Regions from separate parts of the Mus musculus genome. Here all the other regions are linked to region 3. The links are chromatin contacts, called in public promoter capture Hi-C maps. All regions are on one chromosome and are shown on one strand. The core of a region is the stretch at or near the end of the contact, and the rest is flanking DNA. Distances in the headings are between cores, read along the strand shown.

Region 1 (4,779 bases), core at 1,189-3,688, 1.1 Mb after region 3:
GTGAGAAGGTTCTTAATTTTTCCTGCCTTTGCAAATAGATTTCTTCCTTAACGGCAAAGAGTTCCACTCATCCTTTTTACTTTCTCAACACACAGTAGCTGTTTTAGCAGCAGAAAGGACTGCCCTAGTATATTCTATGATCCAATCCAGGAACAAAAGTTACCAGCAATTAGCTGGACTGGGAAGGTGTCTGTGGCCAAATGCAAAAAACAGAACGAGGAGATTCAGAAGTGCACACATAACTTTAAGGCTACACCATAGGCCTCATGACAAATAGCGGGGAGCACTCCCCCATTTGTGTTTGGGAATTCAAAAATAAGCCAAAGGTTGGGCTCTCCTTGAGAAAAAAGGAACTGACAGTCTCCAACCCTGCCTTTCCAAATCATTGGCACGAGGGTTAGGGCAGCTTTCCTCATCCGAGTGTAAATTGCATTTTACATGTCTGATGAGCAGGCAAGCCAAATTGCCCAGAGCTCCTTTTTATGAAGCCAATATTAAAATTTTGGCGCAGCTCTGGGATCTAAGGGGTTTTAGTAATGTCTTCTCCCCCTAATTAACAACAAACCCTTTCCTACATTAGTCAAAATTTGTAAAGATTAAAAAAGCATAAATGCTTCATTGTTGTCGTCACCCGGCCATAACGCTGATATGATAATTTAGAATGCAGTCCGCAGTTGTGCTCACGAAAAGTTAAAGAGTGGTAACCTACCCACAAAAATCGGTGTGCAGTATTTGGGGGGGGGGGGGGTGTTAAAAGGGTGAACAAAAAACTTGAGTTAGTCTAGTCTTAGTCTAGTGCGCCACCTATCGGCTTCCTGTCTCAGCATCAAGAATGAATCACTTCTCTTTGGGGTATCTGATGAATAACTCAGCCATCTCAGCCAGCCAAGAATTCCGTTCGTATACGTTTTAAAGAAAAACTTCTCTCTCCTTCTTAGCCAAAACATTTATCGGAGTGCTTAGCAACACTTCATTGAGCATTCTCAGACATAGATGTCTGAAAGCGGTAGCCCTTACGTGGCAGTAGGATTTCCCTCACTTCCCCTCATGAATGAAAATGAATCAACTGCCCGGAGTGGGGGCACTATGGGAACTGGTCTCTTTCGGACAACTTGCCCCTCCCCCACCCCTTGCTGGAAGGAGCCAACTTCTTAACTCTCTCAATTTAACTTTTTTTTTCAAACGCACACACAGGCACACAAATGTTTCGTGGGCCCATCTAGAGTCCAGGCGTCACCTACGTCTTCTATAAAGGCTACCTAGCCAAGGACGAGCTTAGACTTGTTTCTTCGCCCCCCTCCCCCAATCCTACCCCAGTATTCTTTAGAAGACCCTAACCTTGGAGCTGAGAGGAGGTGTATGCCAAAGATCTGAATTGGTCAGGGGATGGTGGCTGAGGAAGCCAGATGCAGGTCCCATTTGTCAACTGCTCTCAAATGCACTGACTCCACGCACTCTGATCTGTGCACTCAAAGACTGGAGGAGAACCCTCCTCAAAGGTCCCATTGACTGACCCTGGGTAAAACTTAATCCCAGTGCATTCAGGAGGAACCCAAAAAGGAAGTCTCAGAAGCTGCGAGAGCTGGCCTAACCCAGCAGCACTTTGAAAGCAGTGGAGGATGGAGCCAGGGCAGCTCCCCCGAGCATCTGGAGATGCCACTAGCGCCTAGTCTCCCCAAGCTGGAGCGCTTTCCACTGGCCCTCCATGGAATTCTTCGCGGAGCGTACAGTACTTCACTTCGTTTTCTGGCAATGCCTTGAGTCCCTGCTGCAAGCCTGGAGTCCCTGGCAAAGCCACCAGATTATAAAGAGCGACCTATGCAGCCCGTGCACTTCACTGAAAGCGACAGAGACTATAGAGGACATTGCCCTACAGATGGATACACTGAGTCCCACTTGGCACACAAGCAAGCCACCTTTCCTTCTCCCTCCAAAACTCCAAAGAAACCGCCAAACTCCTGTGCCACAGATCTATCTCGGGCACACTAATCAATCGCTTCCAAAGCCAAGCAGCCCCTGCTGGGCATTCTGCCAGCCCCGGGTTAAGGTGCAAGCAAGAAGCCACTTTCCCCAGTTATCTTTGGGAAAGGGCGCGAGGGGTGGGGGTTGGGGTGGGGAACAGAAGCCAGACTGACCTGAGCCGGAGGTGACAGAGGGAGCGGGCGTCCAGCAGCCTGCGCGTGGGACCCCCCGGGCCTGGGAGGGCGCTGCGCTCCGGGAGCACCTGGCGGCCGCCGGTGTGGAAAAGGCGATGGGAGCACCCAGCAGCAGCGCCTAGTGCGCAGAGTGAGCGGAGGCAGGGGGACTGAATGCAGCTGCGGGCGGACGCGTCTGCAGCGGCCGCCTTTGCCGACTGGGAAGAGACTCCGCGCCGCGGGCTACTTAATAGAGGGCTGTTCCCGGCTCTCAGTTTACTCGGTTACGAAACGCCTGAGAAGGTGGAAGGCTGCCACGGGTGATGTATGCTCCTCGGCGGTGAAGGAGGTCTACTTTTGGGAACGTGTGCATACTTCGAGCATTCCTTCGGCGTGAGGTGGCGATCGCCGTAGTAGCAATGCCCCTCCGGGGGCGGGGAGGAGGGAGGGAGAGAGGGGGACAGCCGCAGCCGGGTTCCCTGCCAAGGGAGGCCGCGGACTCCTCCGCTTGGGGCGGGCTAGGGGGCTCGGGTTTCCCTAACCCAACGAGTTTCTTTAATACGTTTATTTTTCTAAAATAAGAACAATGGAGAAGTGGGGAACGGATCTTCGTTTCAGAGCAGCGGGATGGGCATCCCCTTTGTCCCTCACCATTGCATCTCCGGCCGCCACCGTCCCCACGTCCACCTTCCTCCCCCTCTGTCCTGGGTGCACTTAAAACCGATTTACAGGCTTTCCATTAACTAACTGTCTGTGCACGCGGCGGGCCTCTGTCTTTCCCAGTCTCCAAGGCGCGACTTTGAAAACTCCGACAGCCGCCTGCCTGCTCCCGGCTCAGGGCTAGGATGGCTTTCCCAGGCCTGTCTGTCTAACCTAGTTTTTCAGGATAGAGATGGGAGGCTTCGATTCAGTCTGGAGGGAGGGAGAGGAAAGTTATTGGTACCTGGGGGCGGGGGCGGCGGGGGCATCCCAACGGGACACTTAAGAACAAGTTTTATTCTCCTTAGAAATTTCTTGTCAGTTTAAGAGTAAAATCTGGCCCACGTTGGGGCTTCAGGCAGCTCTTCCCTAAAAAATTCCTAGAGGTGAAAAGGACGGAGAGGAGCTCGCTCGGGGACGCTCGCACGCAGGCGCGAGCTACTGAGAAGGCCAACTAGGAGCCGGATACTCCGCCAGCACACGGGCTCTTTTCTGCAGCTCCCCGGTTCCCGGCACTCCACCCCTTGGACGCAGTGGGAGTCTGGCACTTGAAGTTGCCAAATTGTACAAGACGCATGGGATGAAGTGTCCAGTAGTCACACGTTGTTATCCGGAAAGGGCTCGAAGACGGATTCCTACACGCGTTTGTGAGCTCAGAACTCGCTCCGCGAATTTCCCGCCCCTTGAAGCCCAGAGACGTCGCCTCAGCAGGGTTGGGCTAGTGGGTACTGGAAACAGGACAGGGCTCTAGACCCTGGAGTAGACCGCCCCTTGGTAGCAGAAGTTGCGAGCACACCTGACTTAAGCCTTTCTTCCATGCTTGATCTTACCTCTGCAGATTTGACTTCCCTGCTCTAGGCACATTAGTGTTGGAATTGACCAAAACTCTGCACGCTTTTTCCCAGTTCCCTTGCGCCTTGCCCCACGCACGGGCGGCCTCTGGCCAGAGCTAACCAGAGCAAGAGAGGAGCCTGGAAGAAAAGAAACGAGAAAAATGAGAATGGCCACCACCTCTGCACATTCTTGGAGCACGCAGGGCCCACTCAAAGGCCGCTGAGCAACTTGCACAAAGCGCCCACACAATGCGCAGGCTTTTCCCTCATGTCTCCACAGTTCTGGTGTCTGCCTAGACCCTCCAGCCAGGGTGTGAACGCATCTGGAAGATGCAAACACCAATGTATGCGACACAGCTGATCTTTTACATCCCTGTGATGCTCAGAGCCACCCAGGAGCAGCGAGCCCCCTCTTCATGCCTGAAGGGAACTCAGCTTCCAAGCCTGCTCTTCAGCAGGACATGCACATGTAGGGAAAAGCGTCCAGTATGGTCCCCAGACACGTAAAGGAAGGTGGCAACAAGACAGACCAGGGCTATGGTTCCAGCACCCCACTGTGAAGGTGAAGGACTACACCAGCCATAGAAGGACACACACACACAAGCACAATGACACTCCCTATCTAGAAAGGGAGAGCTGGACAAGTGGAGAGTGTCTATCCCTGTCTTCCTCTTGCTCAGTCTGCAGCCTGAAGACCGATTGGAAAAGACTTCTGGACACAAACATCCTCTCCAGCCTAGAGCTGCGAGCGGCAGGCACCCAGGCAGGGGCTCCTTTTGCTCAAGTCCTTTTTAACGGGGAGGCTGGGGGAGGGGGGAAGATATGCTGCAAGAAAGGTGGGTGAGGCAAACCAACAGCTACAGAAGCCCTTATCGCCTTCTAAAAAACAATCCCTGGACAAGATTTAGTGGTTCTAGGTGGGAGGCGGGGGGGGGGGGGGCGACTTGCTGGTGAAGGAGACAGTCACAAATGTATCCAAGCACGCTTATTCGCAAGGGGCCATGGGGCAATTCAAATCCTCGCAGCCTAAAGTCTGAATTGTTTGGTCTCCTGGGCCCTGTAAGCTTGACTCCAGTAAGGGGACAAACATGTTAGAACCCCCCCTCCTACCT
Region 2 (4,893 bases), core at 1,950-4,449, 1.4 Mb after region 3:
TTTAGCCATACTTCTAATTGGTTTTCTTGATTTTATACTTTCTCACATGGTCATCAGTAGAAATCTGGAACCTAGGAAGTTAATAGATCATCCACTGTGTACATGGGGCCAAGACACTCCAGAGCTATCAAGATTTCACAAAACAGTCCCAGCCTGAATGAGGCCAAGCCTACAATGAAGGATGCTAATTCAAACAGGGTCCAAGTGTCCAAACTAAGGAGTCACTTCCAAAATCACTGTGAAGATGGGAGGTAATGGTCTGAGTCTGAAAAGATGAACAAGGTCTCTACTGGAGCAGAGTAAGTGTGTCCCAGGCAAGGCAAGTGGCAAGAGAAAGAGCAAAGTCTTCAAATGTCCACCTTGCCTGGGTTTGAAAAATGGTCCATAACCTGAAGTCCCTGAAGCCAGGGGACCTTGCTGCTGAGTAGTGAGAATGAAACTGGAAAAGTTAAGTGGGTGTCAGGTGATGATAGGTTTTCAAAATCTCCAGCTTTGGTGTTTGGCAGCAACAAGGAGTTGGTTGTCCACTGAATGCCCAATGCATAGACAGACAAGCACAGCAAAGTGGAGAGATACCCCCCCCCCAGTCACCAGCAGCATGGTTTCCATGGTAATGAGGCTGAACATGGGCAGCAGTAACAGAGCTAGGCTAAGGAGAACAACAGTGGAGTACGACCGCTCTTGTGAGGGAAGGGAAGAGAGGACACTCCAAAACAGCACACAAACATGCACTCAAATGAATCAGAGGATGTATGCCTTACTCACAGACCTTGATGTTTTGTTCAGACCGTGGAGGAAACCACGTGGTTGAAAACCTTAGCATTTCTTAATTCTCACGAGGAAACTTAGAACCTTCAAAACAATTAATGATACTCAAGACTCCACTTCAGCAGACATGGCTTTCATGCAGGGTGGAGCTCTGTGCTGGTATCTAAAAGGTGTCTCACTGATGCCAGAGAGTCCTAAGTGCCTCAAACTGATGTAGATTCCAACCTTCCACAGGCAGGTGGAAGCCAGGAATGTAACCCTTCCTAAGATTAAGAGCATCTACTTCTGACTTCATATAAATCTCTCAAGACAAAGATATCTCATCTCCAGCAAAAGTTTCCTCTCCAACCTGGAGGTTACCAGCACGCCCACTCACTATCATGTGCGTGTTGGTGACATAGGGTTAACTTCATTCAACTAAGCACATAATCAGAACTATGTAGCATGATACACATTGAAATGACAACATTGTTTCTTTTCCCTAACACACACTCTTTAATCATCACTTGACTATAGGAACATCTGCTTAAAAGGCTCACATATTATCATTTGTCAAAAAGATTCTTTTCCAAACTGGTTTATGGAGGCTCAGAGTTTTTAAAATGATTTTTTTTTAATTTTATTTTATGTGCATTGGTGTTTTGCCTACATGTATGTCAATGTGAGGGTATTGGATCCTCCTGGAAATGGAGGTAGAGACAGTTGTGAGCTACCATGGGGGTGCTGGGAATTGGGAAGAGTGCTCAACTGCTAAGCCATCTCTCCAGCCACTGGAAATTCTTTTTTTTTTTTTTTTTAGATTGACAAAATAGACACAAATAAGTTTTTTTGTTTTGTTTGGTCTTTAAAGGCAGTGTTACTCTGTAGCCAGGCTAGACTAAAATTTACTATGTAGCTACTATTTCACTCAGGTTAGCTTTGAACTCACAGCAATCTTCCTGCCTCAGTCTTTCCATTACTGGATCACACGCATGAGCTTCCAAGTCCAGTGTACAATTAATTTAAAAAAAAGAATGTTCTTCAGTATTTTCTTTGATCTTATTCTTGGGTTTATTCATCCAAACTCTCTGAATTATTTAAAGAAATAATCCATCCTCTTATGCAAATTTGGCCCCAACTACCCACCACCAGGAATCAATACTGACAGTATCAGTGGTTTATAGCCACAAGCTGGGAGACTAACATGAAATTGTTCTGTGTAAGCAATTCTGATTAAAGTGCATGTCACCTTCTGGAAGGGGAGACAATATACCCTCAGAGAATGCCAGAACTTCCTTCACACAACTGGAAATACACTCTTACTCACACCCACACAGCTTATGAAAAGATTGAGGTTTTTTTTTCCTTAAAAAAAAATTCTAAGTTTCTTAAAGCAGAATCTATTATCTGCACAAAGGCAATCACTCAATTTAATTAGTTTAAGTACCACAACATTCTCAGTGAATCAGCAGCAGGCATATTTTGCGCGAGTCAGATGCATTTGGGCAACTGCAGGCAAATGAGGTCAGAACCAGCACAAGGTGTCCCGGTGCAATCAGAGAACCCAGCAAACCGAGCCCACAAAGAAGCGGGTCAACAGCACAGCAACGTGGGACAGCATACAGGACTTTCCTCAGTTACCTCACAAGCAGCTTAGCTAGTTTCAGTAAATAATAGCTATTTTGTCCCTGGGAAAATGTCCCTTCCATGCCTTAGCTAGCGACCCTGGTTGTACTTTCGTCATATTTCTATCACCTGCACGAACATGAATAACTCAGCAGGGCTAGCTTGATGACTATGAAGATATCACAAAATGTTGTCTTTAAAAGGGAATCGGTATGACTCTGAGAAAGAGAAAAAGGTTTTGATTTTTTTTTTTTTTAATAATTCACACTGATTCTAATAATTCCTACACGTGCAGAGACCAAGCAAGAGACAAAGCAGAATTGGAGCGAACCTTCTTCTTGTGGAAAGAAATTTCTTAACAGTAAGTAGCTACTTGGGGGGCAAGGGAGGGGGGACTTACCTGTTGTCGTCTCCTTTAACCAAAGGTGTGTTCTTTCTCCGCTGGTTTATCCCTTGAAGAACCCAGTGGCTTGTCCCACAGTCCAAGACTGAGTCCTGAAAAACTAGCCAGCCCAAAAGAAGACTGAGGGGGAAAAAAAACCGCTTTTCCCACTCTGCTGGGACTAGCCAGTAGCTGAAGTCATACAGGAAACGGACAGAGTAGCTGCAGCTTCTCCTTCAGTCAGGATCAGCAGGAATTGGAAGTCGCCTATCTCCCACCCGGACTTTTGTTTCAAAGTTTTTTCAACTGTTGCTAGGTGTTGTTGGGTTCTGAGATTAGGTTTCTCCTCTGCTGTTCCCCGCACACTGTCAGCGCAGTGACTTTGTTGGGGCGCTGAGCTGCGCGTGCTATATTTAACCAGTGTTCTCAGCGAGGCCAGCCTGTCAACAGCTGAGAAGTTTGCAGCCGGCCCTGCTCAGTTCCTAGGCAGCTGGGTTATCAGCCCCACATCCCCGCTCACCCCGCAAAGATCCCGGGGAAGCCGGCAGACCCTTTTAAGGACCTCTGCTCATTTCACAGAGGTAATTACTGTTTGCAGACTGCGAAGTGGGACTTGGCTTTTTAAATCTGAGAAGAAACAGAGCGGCAGTTGTCTTGGGCAGAGCAATTTCCCAAGGCAATAGTCTTCTCAGACTCTTAGATAAGTGTTGTTTTTTTTTTTTTAATGCATTAATAGTGTGCTGCAACGGTTGAGAAAAATCACAGTAAGAGATCATTTCCAAACAGCTTTCATCATTGGAGAGTTATATTTATAGCTTGATCCCTTACTCTTAAAAGATGTGTCCTGCTGTATATATGAGTGTTTTTCAAATAAGGCTACCGTACAGGAATGTCGACAGCGCTAGGAATATGAAAGTCAAGGCAGGAAGGAAACTCTTACTATTTCCACTCAAGCCATTCATTCAAAGCAGCACATGGCAAACACCCCAGAAACACCAGGACTGGAGACCTCTCACTAGTGGTTGACAAGCCTGAGTCACCATTAACCCTCCATCTTCCAAAGCCAGTGAGCAAACACCGCCAACCTGAACTTCAAGTCTCAAGATGTTTCTGCTACTTCATTCTGTAGCATAGAAAAGTACGAGCCTCCCAGGTTTAAGATCTATAAAATATGTGTGCTTAATGCTCTGATTTACTATGTACACACAGGAAATTAATAGTGTTCAGGGCTGCCTCAGAACCTTCCTCGAATATTGCCCTGACAAAGCTCTCAACAATATCCTTTTTAAATTTTACATGTTCAGGCTCAGTTTTTCTAGGTCTGAAGTAACCGTTAAGTAAAGGGGAGGGAGAAGGAAGGAGAAGTGGGGGAGGGAGCACGCACACGGGTGAGATGGCTCAACAGGTAAACCATGAACGCTGGACGGGTAACCACAGAAAGATGGCAGGAATATACAAAGTTGCCCTCTGACCTCTACATTTGTGCCCTGGCACACACGCCCACATAGCATATACATACATTGACAATAAATAAATAAAATGTTTAAAGGGAGAAACTGCAGTTAAGCTTTTGTGTGAAAGTAGCTGTATCTTCTAGAACAATAATCGATACTTCATTCACAGTCCCTACAATGGATTGCCTATTCACAGTCCCTACAATGGATTGCCTATTCACGGTCCCTAAAAGTAAATTCTGATATAGGTGGGAATTATGAGACCAGGCTATAGATGATTCAGAACCATCAGGAGAGCAATGGTTGTTGTTGTTGTTGTTGTGTGCCTTCCTGTAAGAGCCTAGAACATTCCAGCGAAAGAATAATGGGGCTATTTCCTCCACAAATATCCATAAAGAGCTTTTGGATTTGTTTCGTTTTGTAGTATGGAAAGCGAATCCCCTGCTGTTATTATTTACCTTAGTTTTTGGATTAACTGACCACTATTGCTATTAGTGCTAAACAATGTGGCAGTAAGCCAAAGCATGCAGGATGTGACTTATAATCAGATACTGTTGCCACCTTCAAACTATGTTCTTTTGTTTTTTTCTCCTGAGACAGGCAGGGTCTTTGTAGTGCTGACTGTCCTGGATGTGTAGACCAGGATGGTCTCTGACTCACAGAGCTCTGCCTGCCTCTGCCTCC
Region 3 (4,753 bases), core at 678-3,177:
AAAGTACACAGAACACTACTCAGCACACAGAAACTTCAGGAACTGAATTGCTATCACTGCCTTCTCTGGATCCTGGAGATCGAGCTCACGTGTTAAGAAGTGTATTTCTCATTTGTGGGAAATTAAGCTTTGTGGGGCACGAGGCTCCTAGTGGAACAGACAGGACGGCCGGGAAGGTAGATATCCCTACCAAACTGGCGGAGCAATCGGCCTTGCGTGCAACTTCCGGTGCCACGTGTCTGTGGCACCAAGGAGGATGTGATGACGGAGGACAGGGACAGGGAATCCAGAGCAGTGGCAAAGTGTCAAACTTCGATTCTAACCCAAGAGGGAAGCCAAGGGGGCAGGAGGTGTGAATCAGTGGACAGAATGCTTGCTTACCACGCATTCAGGAGGTGGAGGCAGGAAGGTCAGGAGAACTAAGTCACCTGCAGCTACAAAATAGAGGCCAGCTGGGGCTACATGAGACCCTGTCTCAAAGAAAACCAAGCAACCAACCAAAAAAATGCAAGTCCTAGGTTTGACCTACTGATGCCTTACACTTTTCAAAATAAAACATTCTATTTTAGATTTTAAAAAAAAAATCTGTTCTATGTACGAATGTTTGCCTGTATGTATGTCTGTGTACCACAGGTGTGTCTGAGTAGGGAGGGTGTTGGCTCTCTTGAGCTGGAGTTATGGATGGTTGTAAGCTTCCATGTGGGTGCTGGGAACTGAACCCTCGTCCCCTGGAAGAGCAACCAGTGCTCTAACTGCTGAGCCATCTTTCCAGTTCCCTAACAAACTATTCTAAAAATAAAAACAAAACCAAAACAGATCACCCAAAAGCCAACAGAAGTAGTCTGAATAAAGTCAGAAAGTAGGGTAGTTACCCACACAAGTGGGAAGGATGGTTAAAACAGTTACGAAAGAATTCTTTGGTAATGTCAACAAAAGACATACCGACAGAAGACTGTTCCGGGCCAACAAAGGCAAATTTCCAGTTCAATTCTTTCTCACACCTATATCCTTGAATGTGTCCAAGCCGATTTGTCCTTTAGTTTTCTGTAGCTTCAGGAAGCTACATTACAAAAGTGTAGCGAAATCCAGTGAAGACACATACTTGTGTTTTGGGGGATGGTGGGTATGGAGACTAGAACCTTGTCAGGCAAGGACTATACCTCTGTGCAACATGCGCCCCCCCCCCCCCCCCCCGCAATGAAGATGCTTTTTGAAGTAGCACCTGCAAGACCTCTAGTACGGCATATTGTCTTAGAGTGCTAAAGATATCTTATCTTGAGAATAACCTGTTTCCTAACTTAAATTGCAGTCTGATAGACAAGGAAAAAATAGAAATGTCTGCAATATTTTGGTGTCTTACAGCACAAGATATTCGCGGGATTATGCAACTGTCCCCCGCACACTCAACAGCTGTTAACTCTTCTTTGTTGTTGTTTTGTTTTTGTCTCTCCTCCCCAACAAGGCGCTACCAGATCACATGTTTACAGGCCGGCATAAGCGGAAACCTGGCGGCCGCTGGAGGGGAGCAAGAAGCACTTTGGCCCCTTTGCTTATTGACTCGGATCGGGTACCCCTCCGACCCTGAATTGCTTCAGTCCCGCCAGCGCCACAGGCACCTCCGTCCCGACCCACAGCACTACAGCGGCTACCTGTCCCCCCGACCCCGCAGCCACTCCTTCAAGGCGCCCACGGCCGGGAACCACCCGCCCGCCAGGAACGCTGCCACTAGCAATCACTCGGTGGTCCCGCAGCTCACCCGCTTCGGTCTGCCGGGCGCCCGGCAGGAGCGGGGTGCTGTCCGAGCTCTCCTCATCGTCGTTTCCCGCCGGACCCCGAAGCAGGGGCCTCATAACGCCTGGAGAGCAGATGTGCCGGCGTCGTTGCTTGGCCAACCTAGCTCTCGGCAGGACAGCCCTTCGCCGTGCTGGCTGGGCGGGGCAGGATATTGCCCCGCCCCAGGACACGCCCATATCTGGTTGCCTGTTCCTAAGGCGCCATTTTAGTTTCGGGCAATTTCCCGCTGTGGGCAGGGTTGGGTTGGGCGTGGCGTTTGCGCTGTGCAAGATGTGTGTCACCAGCGGTAGGGAGCCCAGGACTCTGTTACACTAGTAAAAGCCCGGGCATTGGACAGCCTGAAGGCGGCGATGGGGTTTGCATCTCGCAGTGATAGGGAGCTAGGGAAATGGGCAGGGACTATTTGCCTTCTAAATGTCTATAATAGTTTTCAGTCTTTGTCCGTTTTGTGACAGCATATGGCTTTTGAAAAGTAGCAAAGGAAATCATGTTTTGTCCGACGAAATTGACTGTTTCAGAGGTGAACCCCAATGTAGGCAGCTGCCTTTTCTCTTTAGGAAGATACTGTTGATTGTACCCAGGGCCTCACACATATTAGACTAACGCTGATACATACCATTGACCTACATCCCCAGCGGGCAGGCCACGTGATGTATGAGCGTGGGGGAGTTTTCTCTGTAAATCTAATTTGGACAGATTTTCCCTACTGCTGACTCTAAGAAAGAGGAACTAGGAAAATGCTTCAGTCAGCCTTGGTGGGGCCATCGGGCCTCTGAGTAATAAAAGCCATATCTGCAGACCGATGGAAAAGACAGATGTGGTAGACGCCCTTAGAGATTTCCACGCAGACCAAGGAAGAGCAGAGGCTCAGAAAGTCAGGTGAGGCCCCTGTCTAGAAGAAGGGCTGACTGAGATTTACTAAAGATATCCCTAACTCTTGGGCCAGTAAATGCTGATGGGCAAGTTTTCAAAAAGACAGCTGTAGAGATAAAGCCCTTGAGTTTGTGCATACCCGCCTGGCAAATTCTTATAAAATGTATGTACAAACAGCACTTCTGGTGTGGTTAATTTGATGTGTCAGTTTGCTTGTCCTCCATGTGAGTGGATTTCAATTTGTTTGAAGGTTTGATTAGAACAAAAAGATCAGCTTCAAGCCGGGCGTGGTGGCGACACCTTTAATCCCAGCACTCGGGAGGCAGAGGCAGGCAGATTTCTGAGTTCGAGGCCAGCCTGGTCTACAGAGTGAGTTCTAGGACAGCCAGGGCTACACAGAGAAACCCTGTCTCAAAAAAACAAAAACAAACAAACAAACAAACCCAGCTTCCCTAACTCATCCCCTTGTACCCACCCCCCCACCCCTGAACTCCTCCAACAGACGGCTTCAGATTTCATTAGCCTCGGGGTTCTCATCTTTCTGCACCTCTGCTATCCTGTGTGAGCCAATAGGTTTGTTCAACACTGTATCTCCTCTCCTTTATTGCTAAGATCATCCTTTTTGGCAGGGACAGCCAAGGGAATCTTCCAACATAGGGAATCAGATTCCAACAGCCTTGGGGAGTTTGAAATCAGCAGCACCATGTTTAAGTACACTTATTACCTGAGAAGGTTCAGGTTACAGAAAAGTTGCAAAGTCAGTACGCAGAGTTCGAGGTAGGATAGGAAGGCTGGCTTTGTGGGGACATGGGAAAGGAGTCCCTCACTCCCGGGTCTGGGGGACATATCCTGCCAGCTGAGCTAAGAATTTCTGCACAATTAACATGATTTGCTGTGAAGGACCATATGTAAGGCCCAAGCATCCTTCCAGAATGACCTTTCTCCTTTCCCAGACTTGTAAACCTGGGGAGATTTCTAAGACTTTGACAAGAAGCCCCACTTAGGGTACACTCTTGTGCAACTTTATGATCCATGGTTTTACTGGATCAGCTGGCAGTCTTATCCACGGCACTGACAGGCACCCTGTCATCATTTACTGAAGGGTGTGTGTGTGTGTGTGTGTGTGTGTGTGTGTGTGTGTGTGTGGTGAGACAGGGTTTCACTGTGAGGCCCTAGCTGTTCTGGAACTCACTATGTAGACCAGGACTGCCTCTGTCACCCCAGTGCAGGGATTAAAGGCAAGTATCAATCCTGCCCTGCTTGTGTGTGTGTATGTGGGGCGATTCTTAACAACACTTTAAGCTGTTACTTAAAGGCCACCAAAATCATATATATAGTAGCTGCTGAGACACTTGGGTGCAATTCTCACTTAGCTTTGAGAACACCACACCTTTGCTAATACACTTCTTTGGTGAGTATTATTCTTTTCCCAAACACCAGTCATTCTCCCTAATGGCAATGCTTAAATCTTGCTTACAGTCTTTTCAAAATAAATGTGGGCCCTGTCCATCCTGGCTATGCTGAAATTCTTTTCTGCAGTGAAGTCAAGATCCTGGGTTTATCTGATTGAGAGCTCAGGTTGCTATAGATGACAGACAATGTGGGTTATGGATCTGCCCTGGCCTATAAGCACTGGCTCCTGACAAGCTCTCTATACAGTGTGCCAACTTTGACCCCTTTTCAAGATCTAAGAGAGTATGACACATTTATTTCAGCTATGGAAGCATTTTGGTACTTAATGAGCATCATACTTTATTTGGACTTCTTTCCCTTTTACCTGTCTTCCTCCCTGTACCCTCCTCCCCCTTCCAGGGTTTATTTAGGATACATATTAAGTTCCATTATTGTATCTCCTTAGGCTCTCACAGATGTTCTTCCTTTTTGCTGACCTCATCAGTTTTATAGAATACTGATGCTTTTCTGGACATTCTCTCAACCTGAGTTTGTCTAATGTTTTCCTTGTAATTAAACCAGTACTTTGTAGTTTTCATTTTCATTTTTTAAAAAAAAATTTGAGACAGGGTTTCTCTATGTCTGAAACTCACTCTGTAGACCAGGCTGGCCTCGAACTCAGAAATCCGCCTGC

Evidence for each region. Promoter capture Hi-C pulls out the DNA fragments that hold promoters and counts their contacts.
Region 1: a promoter capture Hi-C map of pre-B cells shows a contact between it and region 3, with 7 times the contacts expected there. The contact joins the promoter of Col12a1 here to the promoter of Slc17a5 in region 3. A contact is called at or near these places in 7 of 39 promoter capture datasets (the 3T3-L1 cell line, embryonic stem cells, liver and 2 more), 2 of 15 datasets of contacts at CTCF or cohesin (large pre-B cells and pro-B cells), 10 of 484 Hi-C or Micro-C datasets (the N1E-115 cell line, cerebellar granule neurons, cerebral cortex and 5 more), 9 of 115 datasets of contacts at active chromatin or transcription factors (embryonic forebrain, embryonic limb bud, embryonic stem cells and 5 more) and 1 of 9 other capture datasets (adipose tissue).
Region 2: a promoter capture Hi-C map of hippocampal neurons shows a contact between it and region 3, with 4 times the contacts expected there. The contact joins the promoter of Filip1 here to the promoter of Slc17a5 in region 3. A contact is called at or near these places in 1 of 39 promoter capture datasets (hippocampal neurons) and 2 of 115 datasets of contacts at active chromatin or transcription factors (cardiomyocytes and extraembryonic endoderm stem cells).

The regions. Positions count from the first base shown.
Region 1 is chr9:79,716,284-79,721,062 of GRCm38.p6, forward strand. Col12a1 (collagen, type XII, alpha 1) reads right to left here and starts at 2,439. Exons shown (of 66, transcript NM_001290308.1): 1 at 2,136-2,439.
Region 2 is chr9:79,974,683-79,979,575 of GRCm38.p6, forward strand. Filip1 (filamin A interacting protein 1) reads right to left here and starts at 3,200. Exons shown (of 6, transcript NM_001081243.2): 1 at 2,774-3,200.
Region 3 is chr9:78,586,118-78,590,870 of GRCm38.p6, forward strand. Slc17a5 (solute carrier family 17 (anion/sugar transporter), member 5) reads right to left here and starts at 1,928. Exons shown (of 11, transcript NM_172773.3): 1 at 1,757-1,928. The coding sequence starts at 1,850.